2 separate regions of the Macaca mulatta genome follow, and region 1 is linked to region 2. A link is a contact called in public Hi-C data. All regions are on one chromosome and are shown on one strand. Each heading gives the region's core, a stretch centred on a gene start, on an enhancer-like site or on the middle of the called end of the contact. The rest is flanking DNA. Distances are from core to core; before and after follow the strand shown. Region 1 has its middle 110 kb from the start of HAAO. Region 2 holds the start of ZFP36L2 (ZFP36 ring finger protein like 2).

Evidence for each region. Hi-C and Micro-C count contacts between places; a contact is called where the count stands out from the background.
Region 1: a Hi-C map of blood shows a contact between it and region 2, with 4 times the contacts expected there. The contact joins the enhancer-like site here to the promoter of ZFP36L2 in region 2. A contact is called at or near these places in 6 of 14 Hi-C or Micro-C datasets (CD4 T cells, blood, fetal cortex germinal zone and 3 more).

What each region holds. Positions count from the first base shown.
Region 1 is chr13:81,812,223-81,818,416 of T2T-MMU8v2.0, reverse strand. No RefSeq gene overlaps it. Among named protein-coding and RNA genes, the nearest start is that of HAAO, 110 kb to the left of the region's middle. Within about 2 kb of position 2,921, at least 8 of the 40 cell types and tissues checked have an H3K27ac peak or open chromatin away from gene starts, as enhancers often do. A contact at or near this core is called in blood, where this site is marked.
Region 2 is chr13:81,606,287-81,612,230 of T2T-MMU8v2.0, reverse strand. It overlaps ZFP36L2 (ZFP36 ring finger protein like 2), which reads right to left and starts at 3,755. Exons shown (of 2, transcript XM_015112244.3): 1 at 3,415-3,755; 2 at 1-2,902. The coding sequence starts at 3,465. The coding sequence ends at 1,475.

The DNA.
Region 1 (6,194 bases), core at 1,672-4,171, 210 kb before region 2:
AGGCTGGTCTCCAACTCCAAGCCTCAGGTGATCCACCCGCCTTAGCCTTCCAAAGTGCTGGGATTACGAGCGTGAGCCACTGTGCCTGGCCTGCAGCCTAACATTTGTCCTAATAAAAATTTGTTTCTCGGATGGGAGAGACTGGAGCATGTTTGTGTGCTGATGGAAATAATCCATGAGAGAGGGAGAGATTGATGAGGAGAGAGAGCAAGGGGATAACCAAAGGAACAAAGTCCTTGAGAAGACGAGAAAAGATGGGACTCAGGAAACAAGACATGGAATTTTTCTTTGACAGAAGAAACTAGGATGCTTCTTCCATTGTGATTGAAAGAATGAGAAAAGATCGGTGCAGACACAGGGAGATTGTGGATTCTGTGGTGAGACAATGAGGAAGGATCAGTATATTTGCAAGAGAGTAATGTAATAATAACCTATGGAATCTTTATTTTACTGGACTGCCTACATCTACCCACAGCATTGCTTCCCTGATACACTCATCATTGACCCATGCATGGTTTACTTTTATTTAATTAGCTATTAATTTGTTTCTTTTTATTTTTAGAGACAGGGTCTTGCTCTGTTGCCCAGGCTGAAGGGCAGTGGTGTGACTATGGCTCACTGTAGCCTAGAACTCCTGGGCTTAAGCGATCCTCCTGCCTCAGCCTCCAGAATAGCTAGGAGTACAGACAAGTACCACCATGCCTAGCTAATTAAAAATAAAAAAATTGGGGGTGGGGCTGGGCGTGGTGGCTCACGCCTGTAATCCCAGCACCTCCAAGCCCGTCTGCTTCCTGGCCTGGGTGCCCTGCCACTGCTCTCTGTCCTCATGGAGCTCTCCAGTCCATCGGTACCTTCACTCCTTCTCCATCTGTCAATCCCTCTTGCCTTTACTTCTCTCCTTTCCCACTAAGATTCCGTGGCTCATGAATGAATCAACTGGCGATATTCACACAACAGAATATCCTAAGCGGGCTAAACACATGAGCCACAGCAATATGAAACAATGTGGATGAATCTAGCAAGATACAATTAAGCCAAATTTCCAATTGGAAGGCCGAGGTGGGTGGATCACTTGAGGTCAGGAGTTCCAGACCAGCCTGGCCAACATGGGAAAACCCCTCTACTAAAAATACAAAAAAATTACCTGGGCATGGTGACACATGCCAGCTTCTGGGAGGCTGAAGCACGAGAATCGCTTGATCCCAGGAGGCAGAGGTTGTAATGAGCCAAGATCATGCCACTGCACCCCAGCCTGGGCAACAGAGCAAGACTCTGTCTCAAAATATATATATATACTTTTCTGATATAGCTTGAATGTTTATACCCTCCAAACTGCACATTGACATGTGTGATCCCCAGTGCTGGAGGTGGGACCTAATGGGAGGTGTTTGGGTCAAGGGTGCAGATCCCACATGAATGGCTTTGAGTGTAATGAGTGGTAATGAGCTCACGTGAGATCTGGTTTTTAAGAAGAGCCTGGCACCTTCTCCCTTCTCTCTTGCTTTCCTTCTTGCCATGTGACACACCTGCTCCCCAGTTTGACTTCCTCCATGAGTAAAAGCTTCCTGAGGCCTTGGCAGAAGCTGAGCAGATGCTGGTGCCATTCTTGTAAAGACTCTAGAGCTGTGAGCCAAATAAGCCTCTTTTCTTTATAAATCACCCGGTCTCAGGTATTCCTTTACAGCAATACAAAAGGGACAAACACAGATAGGGTCTTGCTATGTTGCCCAGGCTGGTCACAAACTCCTGGCCTTAAGCAATCCTCCCTCCTGGGCCTCCCAAAGTGATGGAATTGCAGGCGTGAGCCACCACATCCAACCTAATTTGTTATTTTTAAAGATGTAATAGGCACCTGCAAAACCACCACCCAAACAAAAGTTCTGACAGTGACCCCCGTTTCACCACATTGTTCCCTTTCCACATCCCATCCCTTTGCCTCTTTCCACTCAAAGTGGTCATCATCTGTGTACAAGGTGCAACCCTGCTTTCCTTTTTATATGGTTTTATTGCATCTCTCTATATTTTCAAAAATTATAGACATCTTTTCATATTAGCTGTCTTCACCTTCATTAAAAGGGTATCATTCTCTACATAACCTTATGGGACTTAAGTGTTTGGCTTAATTGTGTCTTGCTAAGATTCATCCACATTGTTTTAGTTGCTGTGGCTCATGTGTTTAGCCTGCTTAGCATATTCTGTTGCATGAATATTGCCAGTTGATTCATTCATGAGCCACGGAATCTTAGTGGGAAAGGAGAGAAGTAAAGGCAGGAGGGGTTGACAGATGGAGAAGGAGTGAAGGTACCAATGGACTGGAGATCTCCATGAGAACAGAGAGCTGTGGCAGGGTGCCCAGGCCAGGAGGCAGACGGGCTTGGAGGCGACATATAGTCAAAGGAGAGAATTTCTGATTTCAGAAGGAGTGAGGCTTTCTGGTGACCATAAAGTTTTCAGGGATAAATGAATAGCTAAGGCCAGAATTCTTTGAGATGAGGGTGAAGGAAGCCAGAGGTCAGAGTGTGGACATAGGTCCCTCCATTTGTCTAGGATACTGGCAGGAGGTGGAGTGGAGAAGAGGAGGCTGGAGCTGGAGTTTCCAGTGCATGGGGGCTGGGAGCTGACAGGGAGAGGACAGAGGGCAGCATAGCAGGAGACAGGAGTGTCGGCGGTGCAGGGTTGTATAAGAGGTTGGGAGTAATGTGCTGGAAATGACAATGAGGAATAATAAGGCCAAAACTCCACATCTTTTAGCCCTGAGGTGCAGAGAATGTGAGATTAAATAGCCTCTGCTTGAAGGTGGTAGTTCAAGGCCTGGAGGAGGAGGCAGCATTCCAAAAAGAGCTTGAAGATACAGGGGAGTGTGCTGACTGTGGTGCAAAAGCTCCAGCATATGTTGTGCAAGAGCAGAGGGGAGGGGCAGAGCCGATGGGGTAAGCAGCACATCAGGACTCAGCTTCAGCAGAGAAGGAAGTCAGTTGGGCTGTCCTGGGAGAGGAGGCGACCCCAGGTCTCATGGATGGTCAGTCTTGGCTACACCTCACAAGCTACAAGTGGCTGCGTGTTTCTCATAATGGCATGGGTGTGGAAGGGTCAACTGTCACCATCTCGCCCCCATGCTACTGTGTCACCAGCCCCATTTGTCCCTCGGGCTTAATGTACCTCACTGGAGGGAGGATCAAAAAGTCACTGCTCCTTCCTTGGCTACAGTGCTGGTGTCAGGGGAAACCAGTGTAGAGAACTGTCTTGGTTAGAGGTGGGGACAGAGGACTAGCCTGGAAACCGAACACTGTCTTCCTGCTGGCTCAGGTGGGCTTGCGGGCTCCCGTGGCCCTGGAACTCCCTGGGACTTCTGACTCCGGTCTGAGGATAAAGGCACCATTTTGGCTCTTAGGGAGCCCCCGTCTAAGGGAGGAGGCTTGAAGGAAAGAAGAAGGGTTCAAGCCAGCCACTTGGGAGCCAAGGAAGGCTCTAAGAGAAACGTGGGCCTGCTTGCCATTGTTCTTCAACACAATCAGCACAGAAAGGAAGAACCCAGCCCAGCCTCCGCCGGTGTTTGTGGTCCGAGGCAACGTTTCCTTCTGGATTTTCCCAGTTGGTCTCCACTCAATTATGCTTCTTTAATTACAAAAGCTTGGAATGAGGGTGGGGCATTGTTAGACACAGAACCATTCGATGACTTTCTGTGCCCCGCCTCTTACACTGGCCTATAGCACATCACAGACACTGCCTCTCCCCAATCCCAGGAGCCCAGGACCTATCGCACTAGTGTTCGTATGCCCTTTGGCCCTTTCTTTTTTTTATTATATATTTTAAAAACTGTTTTAAAAATAATACAGACAGGGTCTCCCTATGTTGCCCAGGCTAGTCTCGAACTCCTGGGCTTAAGGGATCCTCCTGACTGGGCCTTCCAAAGTGCTAGGATTACAGGCATGAGCCACCACACCCAGCCCTCTGGCCTTTTCTTTTTCCCCTCTTAGGCCATAGAGGATCTGGGTGGGATCCTAGGGCTGGCACATTCCCAGGTACCAGGAGAAGAGCAGTTCTTCTTGAATGTTCCATTGCTCAGCCCTCAGTAACTGGGCCTCTAGTTCCCTGTCTCACAGGGAGATGGGCTGTTTGCTGTGCCAGTCTTTACGTTAACGAGAGGAGCACCACTCTCCCATACTCAGTGGAGCGGGGAGCGATACCTTTACATTTCTCCATGGCTCCAGCACTCAGGACCCCCAGCGGATGACAGGGCCATGACCTCCACTCCATAGCAGCTCCTGAACTGAAGCAAATGCTGCTCTAACCCACATGCAAAATGCTTTGAATGTACCAGTGACATGGAGTCAGGATAGAGGGGGAAAAATGAAATTAGTTTCTCAGGTTAGGGTGAGCAGATCTGGCCCGGTGGTGTGTCTTGCCACACTCTCAGCAGAGGGGAGACTGGTTACAGGCAGAATTTATCTGGATTTGGATGGAGGGAACAAAATTAGTCCTCACACAGGAGATAGAGTTTCAGCCCACAGCAACGTGTACCAAGAGAAGGTCCCAAGATGTATTAATTAGGATATAGACCTGGCTGATATAACAGAGATCCAAAATAAGAGTGACTCAAATAAGATCGCTGTTTCTTTCCTCTTGTGTAACAGTCCAGGCATAGACAGTTTGGGATCAAAATAGTATCAGGCACTTGTGCTGCTTCTAACTCACTTACTGATGTGCCATCCCTCTGGTCCTGCCCTCACCCATAGGATCCAAGATGACACTCCATCACACAGGCTTCCAGCCTGCACGAAGCTGGGGAGAGAGGGCCCCAGAGGCAGGTTCCCTCCTTTTAAGGACACCATCTGGAAGTTGCAGACAATGCTTTTGTCTACATCCCATTGGCCAGAACTGTTAGACACGTAGCTATCCTTAGCTGCAAGGGAGCCTGGAAAATGTAGTTTTTCTTTCAGTAAACACCTTTTGGTCTATGAGAGAAAAGGGAAAATTGTTTTGGGGAACAACTAGCAGTTCTGCCACATGAGACCCCAAGGAGGTTCTTGGATTTGTCTGCCCTGTGCCCCACTCCCCCTGGCCACAGGGGCAGGCAAGGGACTCAATCTGGGAAAATGACCTCTGACCACCGCAATTGCCCAGAACTGGGCACATGATTCAAGTGGATCCAATCAGGGTTCTTTCTCAGGCCTTTTGCTTTTCTTTCCTTGTTTCCAAAAAAGTTGAAGGCTGGGCATGGTGGTTCACACCTGTGATCCCAGCACTTTGGGAGGCCAAGATGATGGATCACCTGAGGTCAGGAGTTTGAGACCAGCCTGGCCAACTTGGCAAAACTCTGTCTCTACTAAAAATACAAAAATTAGCTGGGTGCGGTGGCGCACCTATAATCCCAGCTACTCAGGAGGCTGAGGTGGGAGAATCACTGGAACTCAGGAACCAGAGGTTGCAGTGAGCCAAGATTGAGATTGCACCACTGCACTCCAGCCTGGACGACAGAGCAACACTCCATCTCAAAAAAAAAAAAAAAAAAAAGGTTGAGACAGGGTCTTGCTCTGTTGCCCAGGCTAGAGTGCAGTGGCATGATTGTGGCTCACTGCAACCTTGAAATACTGGGCTCAAGCAATCCTCCCACCTCAGCCTCTGGTGTAGATGGGACTACAGGCATGCACCACTACACCCGGCTAACTTAAAAAAAAAAAAATTCGTAGAGACGGGGTCTCACTATGTTGCCCAGCATGGTCTCAAACTCCCCTCATGACTTTTTCTAAGCAAGCCTGGTAGCAGACAGTACAATTTCCTTTCTGGTCATGAGACGGTGAGGATGTAATGCTGAACCGACCACAGGCATTATTTCTGCAGGGAAAGGAGGGTGCACAAAGCCCATTTGCGGAAGAAAGGGTGTTGCTCACCCCTGAGAGATGCAGGGAGAAGAGACAGCAGGAGATAGTCTGGTGGGTGAGTAGGCCTCATTCTGGCCTCTCCAGGGCCTGCTCTGTCTTTGCCCTGTTTGAGCCAATAGTCAACATCCCCCTCTCACCAAGCTGATTCCAAGTCGAGTTTGAGCCATTTGCAACCGTTCGTACTGCAAGTGGCGATTTTTTTGTCGCTGGGGAAATGAGTGAATGGCTGGGGGACACAGCTGAGATGGAAAATCTGTAAAGAAAGTGCATGTGCTCCAACCACGCCTCTCTCTCCCCCGCACATGTGCCCTG
Region 2 (5,944 bases), core at 2,506-5,005:
TTCTCTCAAGCACTAATAAAATACTTATTTGGTTGAGGAAGATTTAAGGCAAGTTCGGGCCCTTCCAAAGGCACTGTGAGACTCCCCCCCACTCCCCATTATTGCTACATGTCTTAAGATACTCCAGTATGTCACAGCAGAACTGGTGGAATAAGCAAACACTTTTTTGCTAGTTTATAAAGTTGGAATTAGAAAAGCATGCCACATTTCAACCTGATTGCAAAGTATGTGGTCATTTTTTTCTTTAAAGTTGGATGGGCTACAACCTTTATACATTCTAAGAAAACTCATAGGATGTTCCTCAAACTACTTCCACAGCATCAAGATAGATTTCTGTCAAGAAATCATGCAATCTTTCAAAATTTACGTAAACAAGGAAAGAAATTAATGAAATAAATATTACATACAATCTCTTAAATTAAGAATTTTGTACTCATTTACAATAAAATAACCAAGTGAAGTTACAAAAGGCATATATTACTGTGAAAAGAACATACACTCCACATTTTGCCGATTAATAATGGCAATCATAATTTAACATAATAAAAGAATATATATCTATTGCTTTTCATCATACTTGATAAATACAGTATGAACAAAATTTTCATTGTATACTTTTCACAAGATAATAAATAAGTTAAATAGTTTTTTTCATATTGAGTTGTGGTGCAGTGGTGCGAATCAACTCAAAACAGCTAAAAATTCAGCAGTTATTCTCCAACAATTACAAAGTAAGCTCTGCCCAAGGCTTCCAGAGGGAGCAGACAAAATGGTTCTAAACTAAACATCCACTAAGTGGTGGCGATGAAACCAGTAACCAGTATGGACCTTTGGAATGCAAGGGTTTGTTTTTCACCCCCAGACATATATAATTGTTAAAAAACAAAAAACACCTATGGGCTGAGGGCTAACTATCAAGGCATATTCTTGGCAGAATATTGGATTCTAAAAAGCTTATAGGTTTAGCAAGGTGGTGGCTGGCTGGTATAACACCGATCTGAGACAAACAATTAGGAACTTCTTAAGGGTTCCCACATCTGGACTTAACTAATGCTGTTCAAGTGAAGAGATGGAATGGTGGTTGATAGCTGCTGGTGCTGGGTTGATTTTTCCTGAAGTCCCAAACTCACTGGAGTCCTAAAAAAGTTTAAGTGTTTGTTTTTTGTTCTATTGGTATCACAACTGCCCTGTTGTGAATATTTTGTTCAATAGAAAAAGTTCCTCGACTTTTTTGCTCAAAAAGAATGAAACTTCGTAATAATAAAAAAAAAAAAAAAAAGAGGAAACCGAAAAGGAGAGGTGGGGGCCCCTCCAGGCACAGAGTTCGAGTCCAAGGGCTCGGTCGGGCTTGCAGTCTGCCTGGGGCCCATGTCACCCCCCGACTCCCGGGCCCCCAGCAGGGGCGAGATGGCGAGGGGTGTCCTCCAACATCTCTGAACCGCCTTCCCTTCCTCCTCACTGGCGCCCTCTTGCCTCAGTCGTCGGAGATGGAGAGGCGGCTGAAGATTGGCAGGCGGCGGCCGGGGTCGAGGCTGGGGGACTCGGAGCCGCTGAGGCTTCCAGAGCTCAAGGAGCCGCTCAGGTAACTGTCGCGGTCCGACAGCGAGTCCGGGGGGCTGGGGGGCGCGTCGAACACGGGCGAGTCGGACAGGCGGCGCGGCAGCTGGAAGCTGAAGGGCGGCGAGGGAGGCGCGGCGGCCCCGGCGGGGAGGGGTGCGCTGGGCGGTGCCGGGGGCTGCGCAGGGGGCGCCAGGCCCTGCTGCTGCTGCTGCTGACTGCGGTAGTAGGCGGCGGCGGCCACGGCGGCAAAGTTGTGGGTCTGGATGGCGAGCGGCGTGATGAGGCTGCTGAGCTCCGGGCCGAAGGCGAAAGCGTTGTTGGCGCACGAGGCTGACGAGCAGGCCGCGCACGGGGCCCCAGGTGCCAGCAGGTCCTCGGCTCCCCCGCTGCCGTAGAGCAGAGCGGCCGCAGCCGCGGCCGCCGCAGAGGCGCAGCATGCCGGGGCCGAGGGCGTGGAGGCCGCGGAGGCCGAGGAACAGGAGGAGGCGGAGGAGGAGCAGGACGAGGCCGAGGAGCAGGAGGGCGGCGGCGGCGTGCGCGACGTGGGGCTGTCGAGCAGCAGCGGCGACTCGAGGCCGCCCGGGGGCTGATGGTGGCCCGACGGGAAGCCCGAGAAGCTGAGGCTGTGGTGCAGCTTGGGCCGCGGCTCCCGCGGGAAGCCCAGGTGCAGCGCGTCGCGCGTGCCAAAGGCACGCAGGTCCCCGGAGGCGCCCCCCGACGGCGCGGGCCGCCGCTCGTCCGCGTTGTGGATGAAGTGGCAGCGCGGCCCGTAGGGACAGAAGCCGATGGTGTGGAAGGTGCGGCACAGCTCGGTCTTGTACTTCGGGTGGCGAGTCAGGCTGCGCAGCTCGTGGAAGCCATGCGCGAACTGGCACTTCTCGCCGTACTTGCACGTGCCGCTCTCCTCGAAGGGCCGGCACAGCTCGGTCTTGTAGCGCGTGGAGTTGATCTGTGAGCCGCCGCCCCCCTTCTGCTGCTGCTGCAGGTGCAGGAGGTGCTGGCTGCGGTCGCCGTTCTCGCTGAACGAGCGGTCCCGGAATTTGTTCTCCTTGTTGAGCAGGGCTGTGCCGCCGCCCCCCGACGGCTCCTTAAGGGTGCCGTAGGAGGTCGGGCCGCCGGCCGCCGCGCTGCCACAGCTGCTGCCGTTAGCGGCGCCCGGGAACTTGGGCGAGCAGCTGCCGGGGCTGGGCGCGGGGTGGGCGAGTGCGTGCAGGTTGCTGGCCGAGTGCCGTCGGAGGAAGCCTGGCGCGAAGCCGGAGCTGGGGGCGGCGGCCACGGGCGTCCCCACCGCCTTCTTGTCCAGCATGTTGTTCAAGTTGAGGTTGGCCAGGGATTTCTCCGTCTGCCAAAGGAAGGGGAGCGTGGAAGGGATGAAAAACGGAAGGGGAAGGCAGACTCGGGTCGAGCCACAGAGAAACTCCCAGCCTGATTCTTTTCCTCTTTTTCCCCCACTCTTGGCGGATCCCGACTCGGCCTCCACCCTCCACCCATACACACGCAAAAGCAGCAAGATCTTGCTGGAGGGAGCGGGAGAGGGGAGGACGCCCACCGCGGGCCGCGCTGGGTTTCGACACGTGATCCTCCGCCCCGGCCGCCGAGGTGGGCGGCGCGAATCCCGTCCGGGAAGCCCCGGGCAGCGTGGCCGCGGTCGGCAGCGGAGAAACTCAACCGCGACACCAGCGCCCTCCCTGCCGCCCCCTCCTCCTCCAGGGCGCTCGCACACACTTTTGCAAACCCCGGGATTTTCCCGACCCGAAAGGCAGGGCGGGAGGGGCGTCCCCCAGGGCCAGGGGACAGAGGCAAAGTCCAAGAACTGGAACGGCTGCTGCCGGCCCGGCCCGCTCCCCGGCGTACCTTGCACAAGAAGTCGACATCGTAGAACGCGGACAAAAGTGTGGTCGACATGTTTCTGGATCCCGCAGTGGCCGGAGCGACAGGCCGGGAGGTCGGGAGGAGCCCTCGGGGTGGCGTGGCCGGGCTTGAGCCACGACGAATAACGGGCGAGGGGCGGGGAGGGGCCGAAAGTTTGCCGGGGGGCGAGAGGAGAGGGCGAGGGCAGCGGCGCGGGCCGGCGGGAGGGTCCGGCGGAGTGCGGCAGGGGGGAAGGAGAGAAGCGAGGAGCGCTCCTCCGCGCCCCGGGGTGCCCGGCCCGCCCCCCCCGCGGAGCCGACGGCAGCTCGCGGACTGCTGGAACTCTGCAGCCCGCGAGCGCGCGCCCTATATAGAGCCCGGGAGTGCGGCTGCGGCGGGGCGGGCGCGCCGGGGGAGGGGACAGAACTGGGCCCCCGCCGGAGTCTCCAGGCAACGCCGCCCGCCAGCTCGCGAACGTCAGGCGCCTTCTCGGCCTCCCATTGGCCGCCGCCAATTTTTTTTCTCTGGGGAAGGGGGCGGGAGGCCTCGGGGCGGGGCCAGCGACCCGGGCGCCCGGTGCGGCGTGTAGCTTTCGGCCCCGGTGGGTGCCGCCGGGTGGCGGCGGGAAGGCACGGCTTTCCTTTTCTGGCACTGCGCGGTCGGAGAGCCCCGGTACATTTAGCGTGGCCGGGATTCTGCAGTCCTGGACGTGTCTTTCCCTGCCCTGTTCGCCGAGGCGGACCTGTGGAGCTTTTAGTTCCCACCTTTGGTTTTGTGCTGGGCGCGGGAATTGCAAAATGCCAGAATATCGCAACCATCCGCGCGGCCCGGCGGGTTTGCAAAGGGTGCTTCGGCCAGGAGGCGGGGGCTCGGGGACTGCGTCCTGTCGGTGGCAGCTCCAGCCCGACTGCACGTGGAGTCGCGGTGGGGGTGGGGGTGGGGGTGGTGGTGGCCACGCGGGCGGCCGCCGCGGCAGTCTTGCCGGTGGAGCCCGGGCTCGTTTCTCCGCCCCCTCCCCGCCCAGGCTCAGTAAACAGGGCTTGAGCGCCGGGGCCTGCCGGGCAGGGCTGAGTGTCTGAGGACAAGGCGCTGGCTTTGCTAATCACATCACAAGACCTTGAGCCAGGGCCAAAGGCGCGGAGTGGCGCGGGACGTCCCGGGCGGGGGAGCTGACTCTGAGGACAGGAGGAAAGGCCGGGAGAGCCGTGCGGGCTTGAAGGCGACTTAGCGCCACCCTTTCCGTCTGCTGGTCGGCCCGGCCTCCCCCAGCCCTCGGGCTGGGGGCGCAGCTGCCCGCCGAGGCTCCCCGCCCGGCACAGCCTGGGCCTGTTGCGTCCTCTCGGCTCTTCTCTCCCCGGCCGTAGGGGCGCCGCGCCCAGCCTTAGCTCGATGAGGGCGGCAGGATCCGGCTGAGACCAACCCGCGGCCCAGGTGGGGCTGCACAGACGCTGTTGGTGGGCGCGCCCCCCCTGTTTTCCCTCTCCCGCCAGCCCCACACCCCAACAGCTTGCGCTGGAAAATGCGCTTTGCCAGCGGGCGCCCCGCCTTCGTCCGGGTACGGAGCAGACACCCCCACCTAGCGCCCAGTGAGGCTAAAGCCGCTGACAGCCCCACTAGGAACGATCTGGAGTCTGGTCTAGGGCACTTCTCGCTCCGCGCTCATACAGGTTGCCAAAAAGCTTGGACCTGAAGCTGGAAGGTCCAGGACCCGCTGGGGAAAGAACTAGGCCTGCCACTCAGGGATTCGAGTTCCTGGAGTGTAGCCTGCATTTCCCACTACTGTACTCCCCTCACAGCCCAGGGAGCCAGAGTCCAGGGTAAGGATCAGGAATGCTGGGCTGGAGTTCAGGCCCTGCCCCATAGAAATCATGTGGTCTTAGGCAAATCACATCATCTCTTTGGTACTTGGGTTTCCTTGTAAAACGAAGGTAATATTCCTGCTTTATTCATCTCTCACCTTTGTCAAGGTGCAAATGGTATCTGTGAAGGTGTTTAAAAGACAAACAAGAACTAAACCATCTTTATGTATTAAACCAAATTGACAAAGCATAAGGGTGGAGAAAGCCAGGCTTCTGAACTATGGCCAGATGGACAGAGAGCCACAGACTCATGAGTGCAGAGCTGTGGGGGTACCCAAGTCCTGGACCCTAGGACTCAGAGCCAAGAGTAGGTGACCTCAGAGGGACCAGTTTCACTTTTAGCACCTACCCTACACTGATCCCTTGATATACCTGGGCAACTGTGGTCTGGTTTGTTCTTTGGTGAGATGACCCCAAACATCTCACCAAACGGTGTGAAACAGCCACTTCCCTAGGCACTTTTATTAGGTTAGTAACAAGATTTCAGATACAGAACCAATGGAAACATCTGTTTGAATCAACGTCCAAATCTGGGGTGAGTCCCAGTCAAGAGCTGTGAGAACACCCACTTTGCAGATTAGGATTCTGGAGATAACATGTGGACATATTATGGGACATGCTGTGTACAGAGTACCTGCTAGTATAAAATGTATAATGTAGCTGCTTTTATTTCA